3 separate regions of the Mus musculus genome follow, and regions 2 and 3 are each linked to region 1. A link is a contact called in public HiChIP or PLAC-seq and Micro-C data. All regions are on one chromosome and are shown on one strand. The core of a region is the stretch at or near the end of the contact, and the rest is flanking DNA. Distances in the headings are between cores, read along the strand shown. Region 1 has its middle 33 kb from the start of 4930401O12Rik. Region 2 overlaps G630018N14Rik (a long non-coding RNA gene). Region 3 has its middle 76 kb from the start of 4930401O12Rik.

Evidence for each region. A called contact is a pair of places that touch in the nucleus more often than the background predicts. HiChIP or PLAC-seq counts read pairs in DNA pulled down with a chosen protein or histone mark.
Region 2: a Micro-C map of the HL-1 cell line shows a contact between it and region 1, with 3 times the contacts expected there. The contact joins two enhancer-like sites. A contact is called at or near these places in 20 of 484 Hi-C or Micro-C datasets (the AML12 cell line, the G1E-ER4 cell line, the HL-1 cell line and 12 more) and 2 of 115 datasets of contacts at active chromatin or transcription factors (bone marrow-derived dendritic cells and pancreatic cancer cells).
Region 3: an H3K27ac HiChIP or PLAC-seq map of extraembryonic endoderm stem cells shows a contact between it and region 1, with 4 times the contacts expected there. The contact joins two enhancer-like sites. A contact is called at or near these places in 4 of 484 Hi-C or Micro-C datasets (the G1E-ER4 cell line, cerebral cortex, extraembryonic endoderm stem cells and 1 more) and 3 of 115 datasets of contacts at active chromatin or transcription factors (extraembryonic endoderm stem cells, neural progenitor cells and pancreatic cancer cells).

Annotation. Positions count from the first base shown.
Region 1 is chr13:31,205,944-31,209,538 of GRCm38.p6, reverse strand. No RefSeq gene overlaps it. Among named protein-coding and RNA genes, the nearest start is that of 4930401O12Rik, 33 kb to the left of the region's middle. Within about 2 kb of position 1,633, at least 23 of the 459 cell types and tissues checked have an H3K27ac peak or open chromatin away from gene starts, as enhancers often do. A contact at or near this core is called in the HL-1 cell line and extraembryonic endoderm stem cells, where this site is marked.
Region 2 is chr13:31,333,384-31,336,978 of GRCm38.p6, reverse strand. G630018N14Rik (a long non-coding RNA gene) reads left to right here. Exons shown (of 10, transcript XR_003950526.1): 9 at 135-285. Among named protein-coding and RNA genes, the nearest start is that of G630018N14Rik, 74 kb to the left of the region's middle. Within about 2 kb of position 1,883, at least 6 of the 459 cell types and tissues checked have an H3K27ac peak or open chromatin away from gene starts, as enhancers often do. A contact at or near this core is called in the HL-1 cell line, where this site is marked.
Region 3 is chr13:31,315,680-31,319,274 of GRCm38.p6, reverse strand. No RefSeq gene overlaps it. Among named protein-coding and RNA genes, the nearest start is that of 4930401O12Rik, 76 kb to the right of the region's middle. Within about 2 kb of position 2,029, at least 5 of the 459 cell types and tissues checked have an H3K27ac peak or open chromatin away from gene starts, as enhancers often do. A contact at or near this core is called in extraembryonic endoderm stem cells, where this site is marked.

The DNA of each region.
Region 1 (3,595 bases), core at 384-2,883:
AAGGCTCTATGAAGGGCATCTATGTTTATAAAGCTCCAGCTCTGGTGGGCACCAGGATTGTTCACTACATAGTGGTAAGGAAGGCAGTGGCAGTCAGCAGCTTTACTCTTCAGTGAACACTTATGCTTTTACTTATAATGAATTCTACTGGACAGGTCTATGACTAGGCACAATACTATTGCAACCAGCAATGCAGACTCTGGCTTTGTTTAGAGTAGCCTGTGTGATAAGAGCTGTTGTGGAGCCAAAGGAGCCACGGCCATTGATAAGCTGGTGAAAGGGCTTTGATTCATTCAGAGCTGTAGATCCAGAGGCTGACAATGCTCCCATCCTCCCATATCCCTGAAGCTACTATGTGGCTTCCTGATTGTGTGGCTTCCTAAGGTTTCACTGTTGAAAGTTTCCAGAGTCTGGCCTAGGAAAAGCACAGACGAAGTGGACCCGTGGGTCCAAGATTGTCCAGATGGAAATGCAGGAAGCCATACAAGAGTCTGATGGTGGGGGAAAGTCATGGCATTGAGCATCAGGACCAATATTCTGGCTTTGGGATCTACAGCCTAGTTGTGAGGTTTCAGGTGACTTAGTTTGTTTTCTCAAACTGTATCTGTTTCCCAAGTATCTATGTGCTCTTACTTAGGAAGCTAGATGGTCCCTCTGGTCCTAGGAGGAGCCTCGGTGGGGAACAGGAACCAGGCCACTACTCTCAGTAAAGCTCTGCAGTAACAGAGAACACAGCGATAACAGAAGCTGGGAGAATAAGAAAACATGTAGAAACTGTCCTGGGGTTTTTCCAGTACATTCATCAGCTAAAAAAATAAAAATAAAAAATAGATTTAATCTTTCCTAATTAGAGTAAATATTTGAATCAGAGTGGACAGAAGGGTCCCACGCATAGAAAGGAGTTTACGCAGTTCCCAACTCATGCAAACATTCCATGAGCTATTGAATATACTTACTGAAGAACAGGTCTATGAAGTGAGAGCCTATTACAACTTTTTTTTTCCATAAGGAAAACTTGTAGTGAGTCCTAGAGTGGCCCGCACTTGGGTTCTACTTTGAAGCCCCAGCTTAGTCCTTGCCTGTCTGAGTGACATGAAATTAGATGCTAAAAAATTGAATTATTATTTATTGGTTCACATGTTTCCTTCTCACCTATGTTTCAACCCAGAGGATACTTGTTTATATTTCTGTTCCCCGGTTATGATACACATTCCAATCAGGCGTTCAGGAAATGTTTTACAAATAAAATATCTAAGGGGAGGGGGTAAACCAAAGTTTCATGAGCTTAGTGAATTAAAGAGGTTGGGGTAGCTTATAACATGGAGGTGACAACTCTGCAGTCTGAAACACATTAAAAGTAAGAGTCTTAAAAATCACCCCATTTCCAGCAAGACAGGCTCTGAGATAGTAGAGCCTGCTTCTTCCCTTTAGGTCCCCAGTGAGGCTCTGTGATATCAGAGATAACTACGTCAGAGCAGTCTGGAAGAAAGGGAAAATAACAACTTGGCATGCAGAAACCGCCTGGTTTTTTTCCAACTCGTTCATCAGTAAAAATCTCTCCCCATTCCTAGGCTGGAGTAAAGTGATGAAACCAAGTCTTAAGTCACCCAGGTCTCTCTCTGTTCCTGGAGAGAAGCCAGAGGAGGGAGCAGCAGCCAGAGCTCAAGACACTGCTGTCCTCTTGTGGCCTGCCAGATGCTGTGCTCTCAAATCCACTCAAGAAACCAGAAGCCGCCGGCCTCCCTGGAGCCCAGAAAGCTGCCTTAGAAATGGGGCTTCAAAAAAAAAAAAGAAAAAGAAAAAGAAATGGGGCTTCTTTTCCCAAAGGGCTGAGAGTGAAGAATATCTATGCATGGAACACTGCCCAGCAGGTATTTCTTGCCCAGACTGGGCACGGGTGGATGGAAAGAACCGTTCCTGAGAAGGAAGGCGGCTGCATCTTTGAGTGGAATTTCCCCACCTCTTAGTGCTAGTAGAACTAGCACTAAGTTCAGTCCTTTTGCACAGCACAGTGTATACTGGTGTATTCACTAGGGAGTAATGGGCATTGTTGGTCAGTGAACAAGCTAGAGAAAATAGTGTGTCTCACCTTAACATCTCATGGAATAGAAACAAGTAGCTGAACCAGTCTAGATCCAAACTTCCTTCTTCTAAACTCAGAACTACAGAGCAGCTAATAGTCTACCCTGTCTGACTGTGAGTCCCTTATACTGAGTTTAATAAAGATGTACTTATTTTGTCATGCATTCACTTAACAAACAGCATCAAGTACCAATCATATGCAGGTTGCCTCAGGGACTCATCATATAGGACCACCCTGCACTCTTAGAGTTAGGGCTTGTGTTGTTAGATATCAGAGTTGGGACCCATCTTTCAATATGAAATTCATTCATGTGTCACAGCCCGAGGTAATTTATATAACATTTCCAATGTGCCCGTGTCTGACAGTCATCTATCACTTGAGGTAAAGTATGGAATTTTCCATTTGTGTCATCTTAGTGATGCTAATTTCTAGTTTCAAAAACTCCAGTTGGGGAGTTTCTTGTAATGAGTGCTGCGCACAGAGCAAGCTAAATGTTCTGCATTTTCTAATCCAGGGAGCAAGCTTACTTGCCTAACTCTGGGTCTAACAGCAAAGTCTTTTGTGCCACAGAGAACTCCTTGCTTCAAGGTCCTGTCTGCCTGGCAAGCAGCTCATGAAGGATAGATCCAACAAACACGCTGATGCTCTCCATGCCATAAGAACCCCATTTGAAGACTCCACAAGAATATGTAAAAAGTAGAATCAGTAGGAGAAATACATGAGATTTTCAAAGAACTGTAAGAATATCCAGAAAGATCATAGATACAATCATATGTTTGTATAGACCAGAGGCCTGGACCCCACCCCTAGGGTAGCACAGGGAACTGCAGGTGTTCCCTACCCACCAGTCGCTGCCCATCAGGGAGACACTCCCATGAACCTAAAGTTAGGGGACAATCTATTTGAAAGGCACCATTCAAAGGCAGCGCTGTGTGATGTCCTGAAGGAAGTCACTGGGTACAGAAAAGGTGACTCACGGGCAGATCTGAGAGGCCTATGGGTTATTTTGTCTACACCGAGGGAAGGTTACAATAAGCTGATGTCATTGTGACGGGCATAGTCTGTTTCCTTCTGAAAGAATTCATTTCCAGCAGCAGGGGGTATGTGTTAGATCTTTGTTTACCTTGCAGTGCAATTCCCAGCATTGCCCAGGGAGTTTTGATTTGCCAGCTTTTGTGAAGTAATCCTGAAGGGTAAGAATTCTGTTTCCCTTCCTGATACAAGAAGCCTTTCTTTACTAATTCATGAGAGGAAAAACTATTATCTCCTTATGAATTCTTTTCTGTATACTTCCAAATGAACCCAAAAGAGGAGGGACTGTGGTGCTTTCAATAACAGAAGTCAGTGCTGGTCTCATTTTTAAGATAGTCCACAAAAGGCAAGCATAGCAATAAGATGCCAGGCAACTTGTTCTGAAGAAGTGCTCTGATTTACCCAAGCTGTGTGGTAACTATACAGCAACCAATGAGATATAAATAATTAAGTAAGTAAATAAATAAATAAAGAGTGACA
Region 2 (3,595 bases), core at 634-3,133, 130 kb before region 1:
GAGCTTCTTCTCCTTTGAAGGCAAGGGGGACACGAATGGCTTTTCCCTTCTAGAGTTCTCAGTAATATCGGAATGAAGTGTGCACCTAGGGCTAAGAGGTGTTTGTGACTTGTTATTGTTTACTTTCTATATAGGTACTTCTGCGGTGTTGATCAACCTGCAGCTATGCTTGCCTGTAAACACAGGATCTCCGAGGAATGGGAAATTGGAGGAAGAGTCAACTGTCTGAGAAGCTGGAAGTTGGTCAAGGGCATAGTTCTTGTTGAAACATTCATCAGACTCCAGGTAGGCTGGCCTATCCTACCACTCCTGTGAACTCAACTCAAATACAGGTGTAGTCTCAAAGAAGAAAGTACTAGAAAACAGAGTTCAGTGTACTCTCACATGCTTTGATGTGAGCCTTTCTGGATCAGGCTTGACCAGTGCAATGGGTACACAGCTCCGAGGAAGCCTGTAATTCAGTTTTCCCCATGTACCCAGTAGCTCTGAGAGCAAGGGTGACAGGGATAGCCGGAGCCCTGTCCTATACCAGGTGGCTGAGCCCTTCATCATAACTTCCTCCCCACTGCCTCTAAGTCTATTGCCTTAGGACTCTCTGGACCATGTAGTACATTCTCCACAAATCCAAACTCCAGCCTTCTCAACTATAGAAGAACAAGAGAAAACAGAATCTTTTCATCTGTGGAGAATCCACCCAAGCTCACAAGTATATCTTTAAAGTGTTTCACAAATTGACAAATAGATTACCTTTACCTGAATCAGAGATGATGGAAAAAGGAGAGAGCTGATGAATCCTAACTCCCAGTGGTTATCTGACCAGATGCTGCCTTTGGCAGAGAAGGAATTTGATAGCCACACCATGTTTACATCACCTTTGCCATTTTATATCATCATGAGTCTGGGAGCTGAATGGTCCTGAAGGCTCACATCATCTTTCTCCATGCTCTGGGCACACACCTTTTCTTCCTAGTGTTGACAGGAGTGCACCAGGAAGGCACTCAGTTGCACAGCTGCCTTGGGAAAGTGCTAAAGAGGGGACTCACAGGCTTTGGGAACAGAAGGGTGGATTTAAACAAATTAACCAACATTCACACGCCTCATCTATAGGGTACCTGCCAAGACAAATTCAATGCTTGTCTTGGACAGAGTTTGTTTGGTTTTCAGGGTTAAACTCCACCAGCCCACAGTAAAAGGAAGTGTTCCTAGAGATACTCAGGGAAGCTGTGGTCCAGGGGCTGGGACAAGAGCAGGAGGAAGGAGACATGCTGGAAGTAGCTGATTCCCTCCACCCCAAATCCAAGTCCCTCATCTCTGGCTTCACACTGGCCGCGGTCCATTTTGTGGCATTCCTTTGTAGACCGTATTCTTAGTCCTTTGGTTCCTATAATGGAGCACCTGAGAGACTGAGTAATTCTCAAGAAAAATGAGTTGGTTTTGGCTTTAGGTTCTGGAAGTTGGAAGGTCCAAGAACAGCCAAAATGTGCTAGCGTCTGCTTGGTCTCTGGTAAGGGTTTCATTCTACATCCATTGAGGCAGAAGAACAGAGAAAACAAAAAGGCACAGAAATCACAAAATATAGAGGTGAACTTGCTTCAACACACACACACACCTGGTGCGGGGAGAGGGATGGGGAGAGGGAGGGGGAGGGAAGGAAGGAAGGAAGGAAGGAAGGAAGGAAGGAAGGAAGGAGCAAAGAGGAGAGGGGAGACCTAAATGCAGTTCTTGGATGTTCAGCTCTTATGGCCCACTCTAATAGCAGCCAGAGGTCAGAGGTCAGCATGCGAGTCATATTTACTCACAGCTCCTTGCTTATGTAGTGACTTGCCCCAATCTATGCATTCTCAGCAAAGCGTCTCATTTCTACACCCTCTGTATGTTTGCTATCTATTCTGTTGAGTCATCCTGAATTGCAGAGCTGAGGACACTCCTTCTGTCCAGGGTTCTTCATAGACATCTCATCTTGTGCCTATTGATGTGTGTGCACCAGGAAGCCAGTTGGTCAGATATCAGTCTTAGGAAATGGCTAAAAAAGATATTCTTATTATTTCTTTGTGAATCAAAGGGTATATTTAAGTAAATTAACCAACGTTCATGTTCTTTATCTTGAGGTCACATACACTGAAGATCTTTCATAAGTGTTAGCTAGCTGGCCCCTTGACAGGACTGAAAAAGTGAATATTTGTTTGTAGTGACCAAGAAATTCCAAGCTTCAGGTTCCTAGAATGGAGCATGTTCTCTTGAGCCACGGTCCAGTATTGACTACAGTCATGCAGTCAGGTAGGAGGCTGTGGTTAACTAGATCGTGAGGACCATACCCGACATTATCAAAATCTCAGAAGAGGGGTGTGTCCCTTAAAGATCCTGTGCTGTGATTTTATTTAGTCTAGAAGTCTGGGGTTCCCGGAGTCCATGAGGTGAATTTAAATGACTTCAATCACCCCAGACTCAGTTCATGTGTGGCTCTATTTGCAGAAAGAGATCTTACTGTAAACAGGTATGTAACAAGGGTGTCATGTTATGTTTCTGTGAGCACATATACAGGCTCATTTATGTGTATGTAACACAAGATCAGGAATTCTAAGAAGCAGGTAACCAGCCTCATCAAACACCAGTGGGAGAACCTAGAGAATGAGAACTGAGCACCGACTAACATACCTGGTCAGCCACTGCCACTGTACCAGCAACTTAAGACCAGTTCAATGTAGCAGATGGCAAGGGTACCAGGCAACATCGTTGCCAAAAGACAAGGGAGGATAAAGGGTGGGCCGTTGGGGCAGGTACCTTTTTGAAAAAATAATTTTTATAGTTTTCACTATTACATGCCAACAGAAAAAAAAATGTTGCCAAAGTGAGAGAAATTAACATGTTGCCTAAGAACACCTAAACTCATATACAATATGATCTTTTTAGGGGAAAATGGTGGGTTCTTGAGACAATGGCTCTATGGGGCATGGTTCTTGACTTACGACCACAACAGTCATGTGGAGTATTCATACCTATGCCCAGAGGGATGTGCTGAGACGTTTATGTGAAAAGGGACAAGTTCATAGGCATTGCTTGTTAGTGGATAACAGCTAAGTTGGGCACGGCATAGGTGGAGTGAGCCCACCTGAGCATGGGCATAGGCTTGGAGGTAAAGGAAGACATATAAGAAGTGACACAGTGGGGGCTTCAGATTGACTTTTGAAAGGATGTAGAGGAGCCTGAGTGGGGCATGGTATTGGATAAAGGAGCAGAGACGGTACCAGGAACCTTACCCTAGATGGAGGAGCCACATGTCTCTGTCTCAGGAAGATGTCAAGTGAGAAGCTAGCAGTATGAAAATACTAAATGAAAAACTCCAGAAATAAACTGTAGGGTGGAGGGTGGGGGATGGGGGTGGTACGGTCCTCACCAGACATACACACACCCATAGCATGGAGGACAAAAGCCAGTTTGCTGGAGCAAATTCTGTCCTTCCTCCACGGGGACTCAAGGGATTGAATTCAGCTTCTCAAACTTGGAGACAAGCATCTGTACCCACTGAGCCATCCTACCAGCCCTCCTTCCAAGGTCTTTTCATTCATAGACCTCTGACTGTGGACCAGCTTTGGTT
Region 3 (3,595 bases), core at 780-3,279, 110 kb before region 1:
GAGTAGAAGGCCTCGTTTCTGCATGTCTTTTACTTGATTGGTGCGTGAAACATTTTTCTATGTTAAGGGAATTTATTGTAATGATTTACCATCTGCAGTCCAACTAACCCAACAACAAGCAGCTGTGAATGGGAAGGCCAAGACTCTAGTAGTAGCTTAGTCCCATGAAGCTAGTTGTTTCAGCTGGTCTTCTGTATAAGCTGGAATCCTGAAGAAGTAGGTTCCAACAGATGTGCTGGCAAGTAAGTGCAAGCAGGCAAAGAAGAAGGAAGCCTTCTTTTTTCTATTGCCCAGCAGAAGGTATGGCCCAGATTGTGTACCACTATGCCTGGACTTAAACTGTTCTTTACTTGGAAGTTGTTCTGTCCCAGCCTGGCTTTGAACTCAGAGATCTGCTTGCCTCCATCTTCTGGGATTAAAGGCCTGTACCACCTTGCCTGGGCCTAAACTTTTCATGGATCACAGGTGTGCCCTCCATTTCTGGATTGTAATTCATTCCAGCTGTAGTCAAGTTGTGAACCAGAATCACAAATGGGTTCTGTGGAGACAGTGGACCACTGCTGAATATGTTGTATTGGTATCTGTGTCTGTCAACAGCTGTGTTTTTATATCAATGGCAATGGCTATGATGATGGCTGTATCTATGTCTATACCCGTGTTTATGTCTATGTCTATGGTGTATCTTCTGGTTACTTCTGTGCTTATGGCTACTGTGGTGACTATGTTCATGTCTATGGCTGTGGGGAATTCATACCTATGGTAGTGACTGCATCAGTGGCTATTGCTATGTTGATGGTTGTGTTTATAGACAATACATGGCTAGACAGAGGCTACATCAATGCTAAGGGCTCGCTCTATTTACCTCCATCTTCCTGTAAAACTTCAGTAGAATTCCAGCAGCTATGAAAGTAAGTTAGAAAGCAGAAGTAGCAAAGGCACTGTGAAAGAAGTCTAGAGGAAACCTTGATGTTATGTCATAGACTTCAAAAATCTTAGAACCCAAGAAGATACATTTCACAGTAGCATGAAGAAAGAAGCCGGATTCAGCCTGAGCAGTAGCACTTACCACCACTGAGCGCTTGCACCATCTCATCAGCTGCACAGGGAGGATGCAGGCTGGAGGGTTTCTGGAAATAACTTCACCCTTAGGGAGGACAGGCAGTGAAGCCCATTGGGCTTCAATGTCCAGCCTTGTAGAAAGGGGGGCTGGAGACTGAAGATGAGTTAACTGTTTATGACTTGAAATCCAAAGCTCAGTGGCCAAGGGTGTATGGGAGAAGAGGGTGTGGCTGACATAAAGGACCAGTGAGTGCACAGGTCCTTCTACTCAGGAGGCCTGGTAGCTACTGAACTATTGGTGTAAACACTACTGGCTCACCTGTCAGTGTTGCCTCCCCACCCCCACCCCCACCCCCACTCCCACCCCCATAGTGGACTCTGCTGAAGTGTTGCTTTCCAAAACTCTTATAACCCAGGCCTTGTTATGGCTGAATTGTGTCCCTACCAAAAAATTCATGTTGAATGCATTACCTTCGGTACCTAAGAATGTGACTATGTTAGATATTGTTGTCCTCAAGGGGTTATTACACTAAAGTGGGTTCACTTAGGTATGTGTTCATCTAATATCAATGATATCCTTGGAAGATGATGTTAGGATATGGCACAGGACTGACATAAGGCCGGGTGGGAACCAGGGAGATGCCACTTGCAAGGCAAGGAGAGAGACTCCATGTCTTAGCCTCTGACTTCCACCCTCCAGCACTGAGGAAAGACATGCTTGTTGTTTAAGCCACCCTTTCTTAAGCCTGAGCCAGATGTGGGTAAGAAGAGGGAGGATGTCAGGGACCTCTTCCACAACAGCTAGGAACGGTCAAGAGATACTAAGAGCAGACATTCTGCAGAGAGAGTAAAGTCCATAGAGCTCAGTTATCAGTCAAGGAGTCACTTATCAAGAGACACGGTCTAGGAAAGCAATCATTAGCTCTGAGCATCACGAGGAACACAAGCACACACCCAGGAGGCTTAGCCTACCACGTACCTAAGCCGTTTAGCACAGCTGTGGTCATGTGAGGCTCTGTGTGTAACTATGGTCAGTGTGAGCCCCGGAGAGCCCACGGAATGCAAAAACCCTGAAAATGCAAACAACGGAGGCATCCTCCCCTTGGAACAGCATTCCTGCAGGCCAAGCCTTGCACACATTTCATTTTCTCCTTCCCGTCCTCTAAATTTATGCAGTTATAGAGTTCCAGCTTGGCTTCTTTACAGTTCCCTGCATGCTTGTTCCTTCCTCTGCCCGCCCGTGTCCACCTTGCCTGTTTAGCCCAAAGAGATGCTTCCCTGTGCCTTTCTGGATCCTTCTCTTAGGTTCTACTCCTAGAATCCCTCCTCTATGATGCCTCTAAGAGCCAACACACCTCATCTGTCTTGTTCCTATGAAGAATCTTCCATAGTCTCTCCATATTTTGGCTCTGGCATCTTAGTTCTCTCTGTCACTCAGGACTAGCATGGCAAACCAATGGATATCAGGGTCACTTGTAAGAGCATGGGTAAAGCACAGGAGAACCTTGAGCAGCTTTATCACCAAAAGGTCTCCCCAGCACGAGTGGTTACTTGTGAAACTCTGGAGCTCCTTGTACAACTTGTAGGCAGTTACATCGAAGAGACCTCCTTCTCCTAGAAAGTACTCACTAATCATGTAACCTGGGAACATGGTCTGATGAGTCCTGTAATTTTCATGAGCTTCCTGAGTCTCAGGAGTGCCCTTGGTCCCTCCAGAAGGGAATGAAGAACTAGAAAGACAACCTCCTTTATTGGTGATTTTTACTCAATCCTGGCTGCATATAATGCTTACATGAAGAACATTAAAACAGATAGAGCCATTGCCTCTGCAGTCTGCACAGCCTTATTTATAATAACCAGAAGCTAGAAAGAACCCAGATGTCCCTCAACAGAGGAATGGATACAGAAAATGTGGTACATTTACACAATGGAGTACTACTCAGCTATTAAAAACAATGAATTTCTGAAATCTTGGACAAATGTATGTATCTGGAGGATATCATCCTTAGTGAGGTAACCCAATCACAAAAGAAGTCATTAGATATGTACTCACTGATAAGTGGATATTGGCCCAGAAATTTAGACTACCCAAGATACAATTTGCAAAACACAAGAAAATCAAGAAGAGGAAAGACCAACAGGTGGATACTTCATTCCTCCTTAGAATAGGGAACAAAATACCCATGAAAGAAGTTACAGAGACAAAGTTTGGAGCTAAGATGAAAGGATGGACTATCCAGAGACTACCTGGGGATCCATCCCATAATCAGCCACCAAACCCAGACACTATTGCATATGCCAGCAAGATTTTGCTAAAAGGACCCTGGTATAGCTGTCTCATTTGAGGTTATGCCAGTGCCTGACAAATACAGAAGTGGATGCTCACAGTCATCTATAAGATGGAACACAGGGCCCCCAATGGAGAAGCTAGAGAAAGCACCCAAGGAGCTGAAGGGGTCTGCAACCCTATAGGTGGAACAGCAACATGAACTAACCAGTACCCCCAGAGCTCGTGTCTCTAGCTGCATATATAGCA